Regions from separate parts of the Mus musculus genome. Here region 2 is linked to region 1. A link is a contact called in public Hi-C data. All regions are on one chromosome and are shown on one strand. Each heading gives the region's core, a stretch centred on a gene start, on an enhancer-like site or on the middle of the called end of the contact. The rest is flanking DNA. Distances are from core to core; before and after follow the strand shown.

The links. Hi-C and Micro-C count contacts between places; a contact is called where the count stands out from the background.
Region 2: a contact with region 1 is called in a Hi-C map of ventral hippocampal neurons, with 1.7 times the contacts expected there. The contact joins the promoter of Gabra2 here to the enhancer-like site in region 1. A contact is called at or near these places in 1 of 39 promoter capture datasets (hippocampal neurons) and 5 of 484 Hi-C or Micro-C datasets (cerebral cortex, cortical neurons, forebrain and 1 more).

What each region holds. Positions count from the first base shown.
Region 1 is chr5:70,992,055-70,998,171 of GRCm38.p6, forward strand. The region is part of intron 8 of Gabra2 (gamma-aminobutyric acid (GABA) A receptor, subunit alpha 2); the gene reads right to left. Among named protein-coding and RNA genes, the nearest start is that of Gabra2, 100 kb to the right of the region's middle. Within about 2 kb of position 3,752, at least 26 of the 459 cell types and tissues checked have an H3K27ac peak or open chromatin away from gene starts, as enhancers often do. A contact at or near this core is called in cerebral cortex, cortical neurons, forebrain and 1 more, where this site is marked.
Region 2 is chr5:71,093,224-71,099,340 of GRCm38.p6, forward strand. Gabra2 (gamma-aminobutyric acid (GABA) A receptor, subunit alpha 2) reads right to left here and starts at 2,626. Exons shown (of 10, transcript NM_008066.4): 1 at 2,352-2,626; 2 at 1,309-1,395. The coding sequence starts at 1,379.

The DNA.
Region 1 (6,117 bases), core at 2,502-5,001:
AAACATTGGCAGAGCCTCAAGACACTTGATCAAGGATGGGGTGGTACTAGAGTTCTGCGGTGAGAGTATTTCCTGTTGTCAGAGAGTATTTTCCATATTAACACAGCAAAGTTAACCAAATGTTCTGGGTATCTTTACCTGCCCCTTACCTCAAACAGAACACCAACTCTCTAAGGACAGGTATCTCAGTTTTACTTTCCATTACTCCTGCAAAGCCCATCACAGTTCCTGACAAGCATAACTTCTTTAGATTGAATAAATACAATATTTAATGCAGAGGCACCTACTTTGTGCATAGAGATGTAGAAATGATATCTGGTTCTTGTTCCTGAATTCATGGTGTTATGCACACACACACACACACACACACACACACACACACACACACGTGCACACACACAGAGGCTGAGAAAGGAAAGAGGGAAAGAGAGAGGAGAAAGGGGAGAGGAGAGGCAACGAGGTAGGGGTAGAAATAGAGGAAGAGACAGAGACAGGGGGATGATAGTTTATGTATAGTTCGATAACCACAGACAGATGGAAGGCACAGGAGAAAATTCAAAAGTGTTGGTCAAAGGAATCAAAAGGAAGTATTTTTGTTTTTCTTTTCATTTGCTAATGTGACATCAACACAACTCTAAGGTTATCTTCAATGCATTAACTGATGCAGCTCCTATAATATATAAGCGACAAAACTGAAATAAAGTGATATTCAGAATCTTACTGAAAATCACAGCATTATCAAGTTGTAAATGTAAGACAAAAATTCAGAGAGCCTGACTTGAAACTCTGCAATTCTTTGCCACAAATTTAGAAAGCCGATTTCTTTCAATAAGTTAGAGATTAATATCATTTTCTAGCAGTGCATTTTACTGGTGAAGCCTGTAAGGTCTCTATTATGTTAAGAACATAGAATTGTTGGAACAGTTGTAATTGCTTGGGAAATGGTTATGCTTAGGAAAAAAATGTGTTTTAAAACTGACTGGGACTTATCAAATCTTCTAACTGCTTCTGGAGAGTGACACAGAGGCTTCATTACATCAAAATATAAATATCATTTTAAGTTACATAAGATGATGTCTTTTGCACAACACAGCACTCCACAGTAAACATTTCCACCTGAAAATGGGAGTGATGTCTTCTTGGATTTTTGGCCTTAGTAGTACAAGCATATAAGTCTGGCATTTACACTTCCTGAACAACTACACAGCTCTCCTTCCATCTTCCTTCTTTCAAACTGTACCTCACTGACATTCCCTCTACATGGTGATTAAAATATGCATTGAATAGACTTTTAATGGCAAACACGAATAAACCATATAGAGTCTGTCTAATGCAGATTTCTGTAGCTTCCTTTTGTTTGTTTACTATGCTCCTTAGGCCCCCTAGATAAATGGTAGATAAAGATGCTGAGAATATAAAGCATGGATGTAAGAGTCCCATCTAGTGGTAGACTGAGAAAATCCAAAGAATATTGAACTATATAAATGGATTCCAAACGGACTTAATTGTTTTATTTTTCAGCTACTCATTCTTCACTTGGTGTAAGAGTTGGGTCATTAGAAAGAACACTGGGTCAGGGAGGAAGTTTCTTCTCTGTTCTTTCATTGTTTACACAAATCTGAGAAACTTTTCAAATAGATCTGTAATTCTGAATTAATGAAACCCTTGATATTCATGACTGAACTACTCTGTCCTCAGATGTCTCAAAGGACATGATTCAGCTCTTTAATTAGGCATAATTTGATAACGATTTGGATCCTGCAATGCCATCATCACTTAAGACAAACTTCTTGCAAATGTAACCTGTCAACGTCTAGTGTACCTTATCAAATTTCCAAAGTTTAACATGGCTCAGAGCCAATCTCAGGATTTCTGAATTGAGGGTTGTTCAGAACAGTCTGCATTAAGGTAAAGCTGGATGCAGAAATAGTTAAGAGGGGATGCCTGAGACATCTGTTTTCCTTTATCTGATACAGTCAAACTTGGTGTAACTACTGCTATATTTCGCAGTAATATTGTGATTTGTTGAGTTTAAGATAAAGTAATATGGTTGGCACTATGACAATAAGACAATAAAGAAAAGCAACCTAAAGAAAGCCCTTCTCTGTACAAACTCCCCACTGTTATCAAATCCATTTTCCTACCATTCTTGTAAATTGTATTGCCACAAAATGCAGGTTGAATGTTGAAATGTTAATCATTTGGGGGTCTTTTTTGTAGCTCCCTAAGGTGATTTAGCTGGGAATATATTTTGTTATTTGTGATAAATAATGAATTAGAAAATTTTTCATCATAAAAATCATCCAATTAGAAACTATTTCTTTGAATTGACATTGAACATAACTAGTGGCTTTTATAATTGTCAGAATTAAAACCTAAAAATGCACATTCATACATCTATAAAGTAGGGGAAGAATCAAACTAGAGAAGCTATTGTTCTCTACATTATAATTTCAAAGTTTAAGAACTGTAAACAAAGATATACTTCAAAACCGAAGTCAAGTTAAGGAGACATCCGTAAGATATCATTTTGGAGGCTTAAGCAAGAGATGTCATCCTTCATGGCTTACTTGCTCTGCACAAGAAAGCCTGAATCAACAAAACAAACAAAATTACAATGAGAAAAAAAAAATCCTAGATACCTGCAGTCTTCCTCATATATCCTATAATATTATAAATATTTCATAGATGACTCCCAAGACAGAATATATTGTACAAATGCTCTGAGAACACAGTTAATACAACAATCAAATCATTTTTAATTTATACTGAGTTTCTACGTGCTATCATGATACAACTATGAGTAGTTATATGCTCAGAGATAATCAGGATTACTTTGCTTCAAAATGTAAACCATAACATTTAGACAGGACAGATAAGAATGTTAAACTTTATTTTACGATGTAAGTCCTGGTCCACTAATAGTGAAACTTCAACTATAGTTCAAACACCCACCACTCCTCCAAGTTCATCTGCTGACAGCAAACAATGATGATGAGAATATAGATCTTAGTGTTGGACTCAAGTTCTGACATACTTTTAGTAAACACAATTCTCAAAGGGATCACACACACACACACACACACACACACATACACACACACATACACACACACACAGATTGCTCTTTCTGTGTTGACTTGATATTAGATAATAGAAAGGGTGTTATGGAGAGTTTATAGAAGTTATAGGGCCTCAGAATAGCTCCACGGGTCAGTTTTCTTGTCTGCAAATAGGAAGGCACTCCTATTATTTTAACTAAGAAATTGTTTCATAATTAAACAGCTAGTAATTTTGATATACTCAACTCAGAAATATAGTATAGGGTGTTATACAGTGCCGTTTTTAGTGCTGTTTCTGAGCTACAAATAAGAGTAGCTTAAATGTCTTAAACAATTATGACTACATTATGTTAAAAATTTACAAGACCTTCTCAAAAATCTCAATATTACTGCAAAGTGGACCAAGTAAACAATAGCATTTGCTTTTAATTACCTTCTTATACCCTCACTGAAAGATGATAATAATTCGTTAATATTAAGAAAACTTGGGCAGGCCAACTATATTCCCAACAAACCATCCCAGCCCGAACTGGAACTGGAAAGGCTCTCTGATTTTCCTTGCCATGGCTTATTACTGTATTTTGCTTCACTCACTTTCCTAATTGGCAGTGGGACGGCTGGGATGAGACTGTGGCAGCAGCAGGGAGAAAGGCGGCTGGTGGGCTGGCAGCTTGCATCTGATTAGCATGTGCTGCCTTGTGCCAAAGTCAATTCTGAGATGCCAGGTATGCCTCCTGTTAGCGCTCACAGCCGGTGCCTCTTGGAAAACCGAGATTGGGAATAAACTCTGAAATCATCTCTGCCATGTACAGTCTCCGTGTTCATTATTTTCATACCCTGTACCATCCACACATTCTACTTCCTCTCGCTGCTTCTTCTTGTGAATTTCAGCGGTGATTATCATTTTCCTGATAAGACTGCTCCAACTCTTTAGCTGCACTGACTGAAATCTTTACTCATGTAACTGTCTCTTTCCCAGCTACCCAGTTACTTCGCCCCTCTCGCTCCCTCCCTCTCTCCCTCATCTCTTTCTCTCTCTGTCTTGCTCTCTTGCTCTCCTTGCTGTTTGCTTTGAGCTTCTACAGTGCTCTTTCCAATCACTGCCTGCCCTCATCCACAGACTTCAAACTAATATGCCCATGGGTACTAGCCAGGAAAACAAGCCGGGTAAGGTGAGAAATACAGTTTTTGAGTCTGCGGTAAATAAAACGATTAAGTTTACAGTGGAAATTTACTCTTCACCTTGATTCAGTCAAGAGTGATTCATGAAAAAAAAAAAAATAGGAGTCCTTCTACATTTAGGAAAAATCTTCTTTTCCCCTTGATAAAAATATTAGCACACAAGACCACACCAACAACCAAAGGACATGCATGCCTGGACTGGCCTTGTCCCCTTACACACATATAGCAGATATTCAGCTTGGTCTTCATATGGGTTCTCTAACAATTGGAGCAGAGTGGGGGCTGTCTCTGACTCATGCTCTGTTTCTTGTGTTTGGATCCCTTTCTCCTAGCTGGGCTGCGTTGTCTGGCCTCAGTGTGAGAGGATGGGCTTAGTCCTGATGCAACTTGATGCACCAGGGCAGGTTGATGGGGACTGGGGGGTTCCCCTTCTCCTTGGAAGAGGGGAGAAGTGGGGAAGTGGCATGAATAGGTAGCACTGGGAGGAGAGGGGCGAGGGGATGTGATTGAGACGTAAAGTGAATGAATGAATGAATGAATAAATAAATAACATATTAGCATACACACATGTAATCAATACCTATAAGTTTATTTTGCCTAGCTAACTACTACTGCCTGTCAGCATCCTTCATAGCCCATAGTCCTTTACAGAATTTGCAGATATACTGATATAGAAAATATATATTGGCCTTGTGTTTGTTACTTCATGCCTCCTTCTAGCATATCCCAAATGCAGATAGCTTGGGTTTCCGTTATCAATGAAACAAGCCTAGCGTATACAGAAATTAAATGGATTTTCCTACCTAGCAATAGAGGCAAAGTGGCACAAGCTTTCTTGATTACTGGTATAATATTCTGTCCACAATGCAATCAGTTCTCCATAGTACTTTTTTGTTATTTCATTAAATGATTGACATACACACATATGTGTATGTAAGTATGAAGAAATATATATATGTGTGTGTGCGTGTGTGTGTGTGTGTGTGTTTCCTTGTTTCAATTCCTCGTGCCGTGTTTAGTAAAATGAAATTATATCATTATAAAAAGGATTCAGCACACTTAATGCCTTCTTAAGAGTTATAACACAGAGGTCTTTTACTTTTACCAGTGTTCTGATCATGTGTCTTGTGTGACTATGGGTCAAACACCCAATAAAGAAGCCTGGACCCTGGAAGCCTATACAGATTGCATGCAAATGGGTATATTTTCAGCACACAAATCCCATAGTAAAGGAGATATTTTTAGCTCTTCTATTAGTGATGACTAAATACTGAATGCACGGAGAATATTAGAGATGAAGTATTATGTCAATGGTATTCTTACGCAGGTGTGAAGGACACATTCTAGTGTGTAGATAAGAGGGCTGGCCACACAGGAACATTGGTAGCAGATGTTTTCTGTTTGCAGGTGAGGGGAGTGGAGCTATGAGATTCCAGGTAGGTCAGCTTTCAGCTTTTTCATTATTCTTATTCAAGCTAAAACCAGGGCAAGGCCAAGCTCAGTTATATGTAAATGAGATCGAAGACTAGATGATAAGGATGTATGTTGGTTTAAGGTATTGGAAAGCATATAGAGACTCATGATTTGAGTGACTCAATTGTTGTCTAGGAGGATGCTATCCATTCTGAACATAGGAGCTATGTATAAAAAGAAAGACTCAATGGTGGTGTTTATAGATGAAATGCATTTCTAAAATCATGCTTCTTAGAGATGTTAAACTGGCCCATGGCTAGTAAGAATGAAGTAAACAGGGGCTGGCAATTGAGTTGAATTAAATTTCCCCCCTTGAATTGAATTTCACTACTTGCATGGAAGTGAATTTTGCTACTTGAATTGACTTGAATTGTCCTACCACACTAAACTTGAATTCACC
Region 2 (6,117 bases), core at 1,376-3,875, 100 kb after region 1:
CATTCTAGTCAATATATATCATATAAAACATCAGCGACAGAGACCATTTACATTTAAATGAATGCAGAACCAGAAGCTAACAATACTTATAATACACCAAAATTGGCAATAAACTTCAAGCTGGAATTTTGAAGAACAGAGGGAGTGTTGAAGTGTGGACATGAAGATGGACATCTTCAAGTTATGTAAGAATATCAATTCATATACTCTACCTTCAAAAGTTTCTCATTCTAATTTTTAAAGCCAGTCCCTAAGATAGTCACAAGAGTCTAGCTGAAGTGTTTCACCTGAGGTGTTTGTTTCTCAGTTATAGTTCAGATTATCTTTCTAAAGTCAATATTTAGTCATAGATGGCATTTCCCAGTTAAGTGAAGTATTTCCAAACAGATTTCTTTTCTGTTCCAAAATATCTTAAACATTATTTTGTTAGAACTCATAAGGGGAATTATTAAAGAGTAATAGCTACAGAAGAATTATAACAAAATTTGTATTTTAATTTTTCTTGGGTTTAAAACCATTCCCTATACATGCATTCAATGAAATATACCCACTGCTGGTTTTATTTAAAAAATCAGAGAAAACGACAATTAATGATATTACTTAAAGCAATCAAACTAATTTCTGTGTAGATAATAGGCAAAAGAAAATTCACACATTTTAAGAAACCACTCTTTTGGTCATTAACCAACTGAAAAACAAATTATCTCTAAATTAATAAGATGAAAAGTTGGCTCATAAATCAGCTTTTGTTTCGATGTTTGTGATTGTCTAGTTGTGTGCTGCCTCCACCTACAGGTCTCAGACTCACATACCAGTTAGGTTTCCTACTCTGTCTATAGAAGCCCCAGTGGCTCAATACAAAATGCAAAGAAAGAAACAGAAAGAAAAGAAAAAGCCTAAGTTGCCACTTAAATCATTTAGCTGATTTTTTTTTTTCTGTGTGTTCCAAGGACGGCTTAGCTTCCTTACCAGAATTTAGTATAACTATGAACACCTTAACGACAGGCATTCTTTAAACTAATATATCCCTGATAGGGTAGTCGCTTCTTCAATTAAATGCCTCAAATAGAAAAAAAAAATCCCATTCATTTTTGTTGTGTGTGTGTGTGTGTTTGGCTGCTTAAAAAAAAATCAGCAAACTTTTTAGAGTTTCAGACACTTAGTACGACAATTTCCTGTACAATCCATTTCCACTAAAATAATTGATAATTCCTCAAAATACCTAGTCTTTTAAAGAGTGTGGATACAGTTGTGTCACTTAAAAATCATCCTAGACCTGGAATGAAGAAATCAAAAACAATGCTTCACCTGACTGGGTCCCACACCAGAAGAACAAGCAGCAGAGACCATACATTGCATGTGCTCAATTTTGTCTTCATCTTCTTGTTGCCAAAGCTATGGAAGAAAAAACAAAATTAAATTAAATTTGTTCTCATCCTACCAAGCCAATAACCCAAAAGAATTTCATTTCAATTAGGAGGGGATGTTACTCCTGTCTACTAGGTATAGGACTGGATGACAGGCAATGGGAAAGGATTTTTTTAATGGAAAGATTACACCACTAATACATTTTCCTCTGCCTATAACTTCCCCAGTCCCATCCTCTGAAAAAAAAAAAATCGTTATGCACGCATAAAATGACAACCCGGGACTCTAAACTGACACAGTAGCTGATGAAGAAATAGGTTGGAGGAGTGTGTGCGAAAGAGGTGGGGAGATGGATACTCCACGCCTCACCCTCTCAAGGAAGATCACCTCCGCAACGACAGCAGGAAAAAGCTGGCAGCAAGCAGGCTACTTTTTCATTTCTATCTTTTCCTTACAGTTAATTGTGGTACTCACGTCTTCACTTTACTCAACAACAACCACCATCACACCCTCAAAAAAAAAAAAAAATAGAAAATCAAATCCAAATCATTCGCCCTGCCCTTTCACATTTGCCCACGTCCATGTTCAAGAGGCAGCAGGGTGGAAATCAAGTGCTGCGAACTATGCATTTGACAGCTGCTCTGAGCCAAGACTACCAAAGGAGCGTGAGGCTCCGGATCAGACGCCGCTGAGCAGGCAGGCAGCGCTGCCAGTGTGTGCAAAGTTGGAGACTGTAAAAGAGCCGGGCCAGCGTGCAGCCGCCGGACTGGCTCTTGGATTTTTATTGTAGTTGCGAATATACGTTTCTGGGGAGGGACATTGGAATTCGATCTTGGAGGATGGAGAGACTAGGAGAACCTGAGCCTCCGTGTCGAAGGAGCATGAAGAGTGGAGTGGGTTGGTGGGGTGGGGGTGGCATGCTGGCGAAGCAGAGGGGAATGAGCAAAGGTTACCCCCGCTGCCACCAACGTCTGCGACCCTACCTGAACAGCTAGTAGAAGTAGTAGATGTTTTCCTCCAGTGGCTTTGAATCTGTTTCCACAGAAACTTGAGAGAGAGAGAGAGAGAGAGAGAGAGAGAGAGAGAGAGAGAGAGAGAGAGAGAGAGAGAGAGAGAGAGAGAGACTGCAGCAGCCTAAAGACCAGGCAGCAAACGAATGGATGGGCCGGTGGAAGCTGTAGCAGAGAGCTTGAGGAGTCGTGGCCGCGCGAGGAGTAGGCGGCGAAGGCGTCCGTAGTGGCGGTGATGGGCGGAGGAGGAGGAGGAGGAAGAGGAGGAGGGAGTAGCGATCGCAGGAGCCGGGGTGGGGGCGCGGAGGCGCGATGCGCGCAGGCAGGCAGCAGCGGGCACGAGCCCCGCGCCTGGAGGAGGAGGAGCTAGCCCAAGGAAGAGGATTAAGAAGGTTCCAGGGAATAGGGGACCCCTTATCCCCCACCCCAATCCTGGCCAAGCCACCGCCGCCCTCTGGGCACCTGGGGCAGCACAGCCGGGGTAGCGCGGGGCACCACAGTGCGCCTGGGAGCGCCGCTGCCCGCGCCCACACCGCGCTGGAGGAGTGGAGCCCACACCCTGCCTGGAGCTGGAGGCAGTGAGCTTCCTGGTGTAAGGGTTAGGGGGCGGCTGCTGGTGAGTGTGGGTGCTGAACTGTGAATGGTGTGTGTTTGTGAGGCCCTAGGTCCCACGGGCGGCTCCCTGCCGCTCGTCCCCCGACATCATCCCTAGTGGAGCGACGTGGTTGCCTGGAAGAGGTAACGATGTATGGCTCCCACTGGAGGGCGAAGGGGCTAATCACGCCTTTACTTAGTCATCAGCGCATCCACGCAGGACCATGTTAAACGCACGTTACGTGGAATTACACAGCAGGAAGTTTCTTTGATTTCCTTAGCCCTCTGGATGTACCTCTCTTTGCTCAGCGCTCCCATAATTAGGACCAGTTTCCCCTCAAGCTAGGAGGTCTGGAGACTTGCCCAAAGCGGATCAGTGAGGGCCCTATGCTGACCTTACCCTTCAGGAAAACCCCCTGCTTTCTTTCAGCAATGCTTTACCCTAATCTCTTTGTCCAGGCATTCTCCTTACCTGGTGCTCAAGATTCAGTCTAAGAGCTATAAAAAGTTTATGTTAGCCCTGAGCTAAGGAACCTGCTGCCTTCTTTCCATTGCAGACAGGAACGAGATGGAGCAGTTTGAGGTTTTCCCCCCTTTAGGGCTTTTTCTTGGCAGGGACTTGTAATTCCAAACCTATCATACACTTTGAGAATTCTGTGTTTGATCTGTCTGATGTTTCCTTCCGCTTTATCTGGGGCGATAAAATCGAACCGTGCAACATGAACAGAAAAAGAAAAAGGAAACCAATGAAAAAGAAAAGAAAGATGCATTCCTTTTTGTACTGTGCAGGAAACTGAATCTTAGGAACATTCTACTCAGGCAAACCAGAGCCGCTCTTTATCTTTTTTTCTCAGAAGTTTTCATAAATGTGAGACACTATAAAAGGAGAAAAGGGAGAGTGTCCTAAGCTTGTACGACTCTGTTATTTTACATTCAGAGTCAATATGTACCATTTGGTAGTTGAGCACACACACACACACACACACACACACACACACACACACACACACACAAGATTTTTTTTTTACTAGATGATGCAGTTTTCCTAACGGGCAGTGCTAATCTACAGTAAATTTTAGCTTTCCTTTGAAGATTATGGGAAGAGAGGAAGACACTTACAATAGAAATATTTCAGGCTGTTCCTTTTAAACCATAAGCCACCACGTTGCCAATGAGCATTTAACTTCTTAAAACCTAAGCAAACATTTCTTATTTAGCTGACCCTACTAAGAAGAAAGGAGCAACATGCAGCCTTCTCCCCCTCCTTCGTTAATATTCCTTTGCTGGCTTGCCCATTGAAGAGTCTAATTAAAATTCACAAAGATAAAAGACATGCCATTTAAAACCTTGCAAGCAGAGAATCTAGAGCCTTTTACTTGCTGAGAACACTCTGGACTGCCCCTTCCTGCCCCACTCCCATGTGTCCTTTACTGTAAGGAGCTCTCTCACCTTGCCTTTATATCACAGCTAAACTCTTTATATTTTGACCAGGGCAACCATATTTGCCATGTCCCTACAAGATTTCTCTTTCATGAACCTCAGTCTTTGAAAATATTCTGTGCTTGCTTACTGACTGCTATTTTCTCCTCTTGATTCTGATATGGAAAAAAAAAAGATTCTAACTGCCCATTTCCATTTTAAAACTTTTATTAATTGAAGTGATTTTTGGTTTGGTTTGGTATTTTTTAAAGAAAAACAGCTTTGTCTGTGAACAGCCTGATTTAACTTGTAATCTCACTGACATAATCTGCATTTGAGAGGCTTCGTCAGCAGGCTGTTCCAAGTAATTTCTTTCCACCACTTTGTTTCTGTAAAAGTGTATGTTGAAACAGTTCAAATATTTGGATACATATTCACAAGATCTAGAGTATAGCCAAAAATTCTTTTAAATCATAAAATTTCGATCTTTAGTATCCCCCCCCAACCACAGAAAATGTTTTATGATTTCTATTGATGTTGGACACCTGTGGTTACCACTTCAAACCACACTGAAGGAACTGGAAATCAGAAATGCTGACAGCAGATAACAGTCATTTGCCTCAGAGCTATATTCATACAGATATCTCCCTGTAGTCCTGACATTGTCCAGTCTCCTCAAACATCTGAATGCAGCCTGATTTTCCTCTCAGCTCTCTATGGTAGCGTGTGAGTTAACAGCCTGAACTTGGAGAGCCTGACCTATGGTTAGTTACTAAGCTTTTCCTACCTACTTCCTTTGGACCATATCCTGGAGAAGCTGACCCTGAAAAAAAAATAGCTAATTGGTTGCCAGTAAATCCATTCCCATCCATGCTTGGCCAGTGCAGAGCCTCCTGAATTGAACCCATTTGATTGACTTGTCTAAATTGGATTGGAGCAGGAAGAGCATTACATCTGCAGTATCCAAGGCCATGTGACTTTCAAGAATAAAAGGAAGCAGGAGAATCTGAAGACCTTTTATTTATATTGCATTTTTTATATCTCATAATACTGTATGACTTTTAAGTCTGTTACAAATATGGTTGTTTTCATTTCTACAGACCCGAGTTGAGCACTACTACTCCAAACCCTCTACATGCCTTGAGAGCATCACAATCCTTGAAGCTTTCTGCAAGAAAGCAAATAGTATATGTGTGTCTGCATGTATAGCATACATTAAGAGTGTACTGCAGAAGCTCCCTTTGACAGTATAGGGTAACTAATATAGAGGTGACTGGTCAACTTGCAGAGTGTAAGAGACTGTGGAGTGCTCAGCTATAAACAGGCCAGCTATATCTCACCACTCCTCTTACAACTCAGGGGCAGTCACAGAAGAGAGAGTGGAATGACTGTAAGAGCCAGAGGTAATGTAAATGTAAAGCCACAGAGTATTTTCTGGACAGGTCAAGACTATTGCACAAATAACTCACAATAGCTATGACTGCACATACAAGACAAAGTGCTAGCTTTTATTTTGGATGGCTCATGACATGGAAGCCTTCTCTGAAAAACTATTGGCTATTGATAGCTGTCCGGGATGAAGATTAAGTTTTCTTCAGGGATTAGACAACTAAGAGACTATCCATGCTCCATGAGATGGTCCTACCCCCAAGTACATACAGACCAGCATTAAGTGGATTCAGTGGGTTAAAGAAAAATAAAAGATCATATGAAGTAAGGAAGGGAA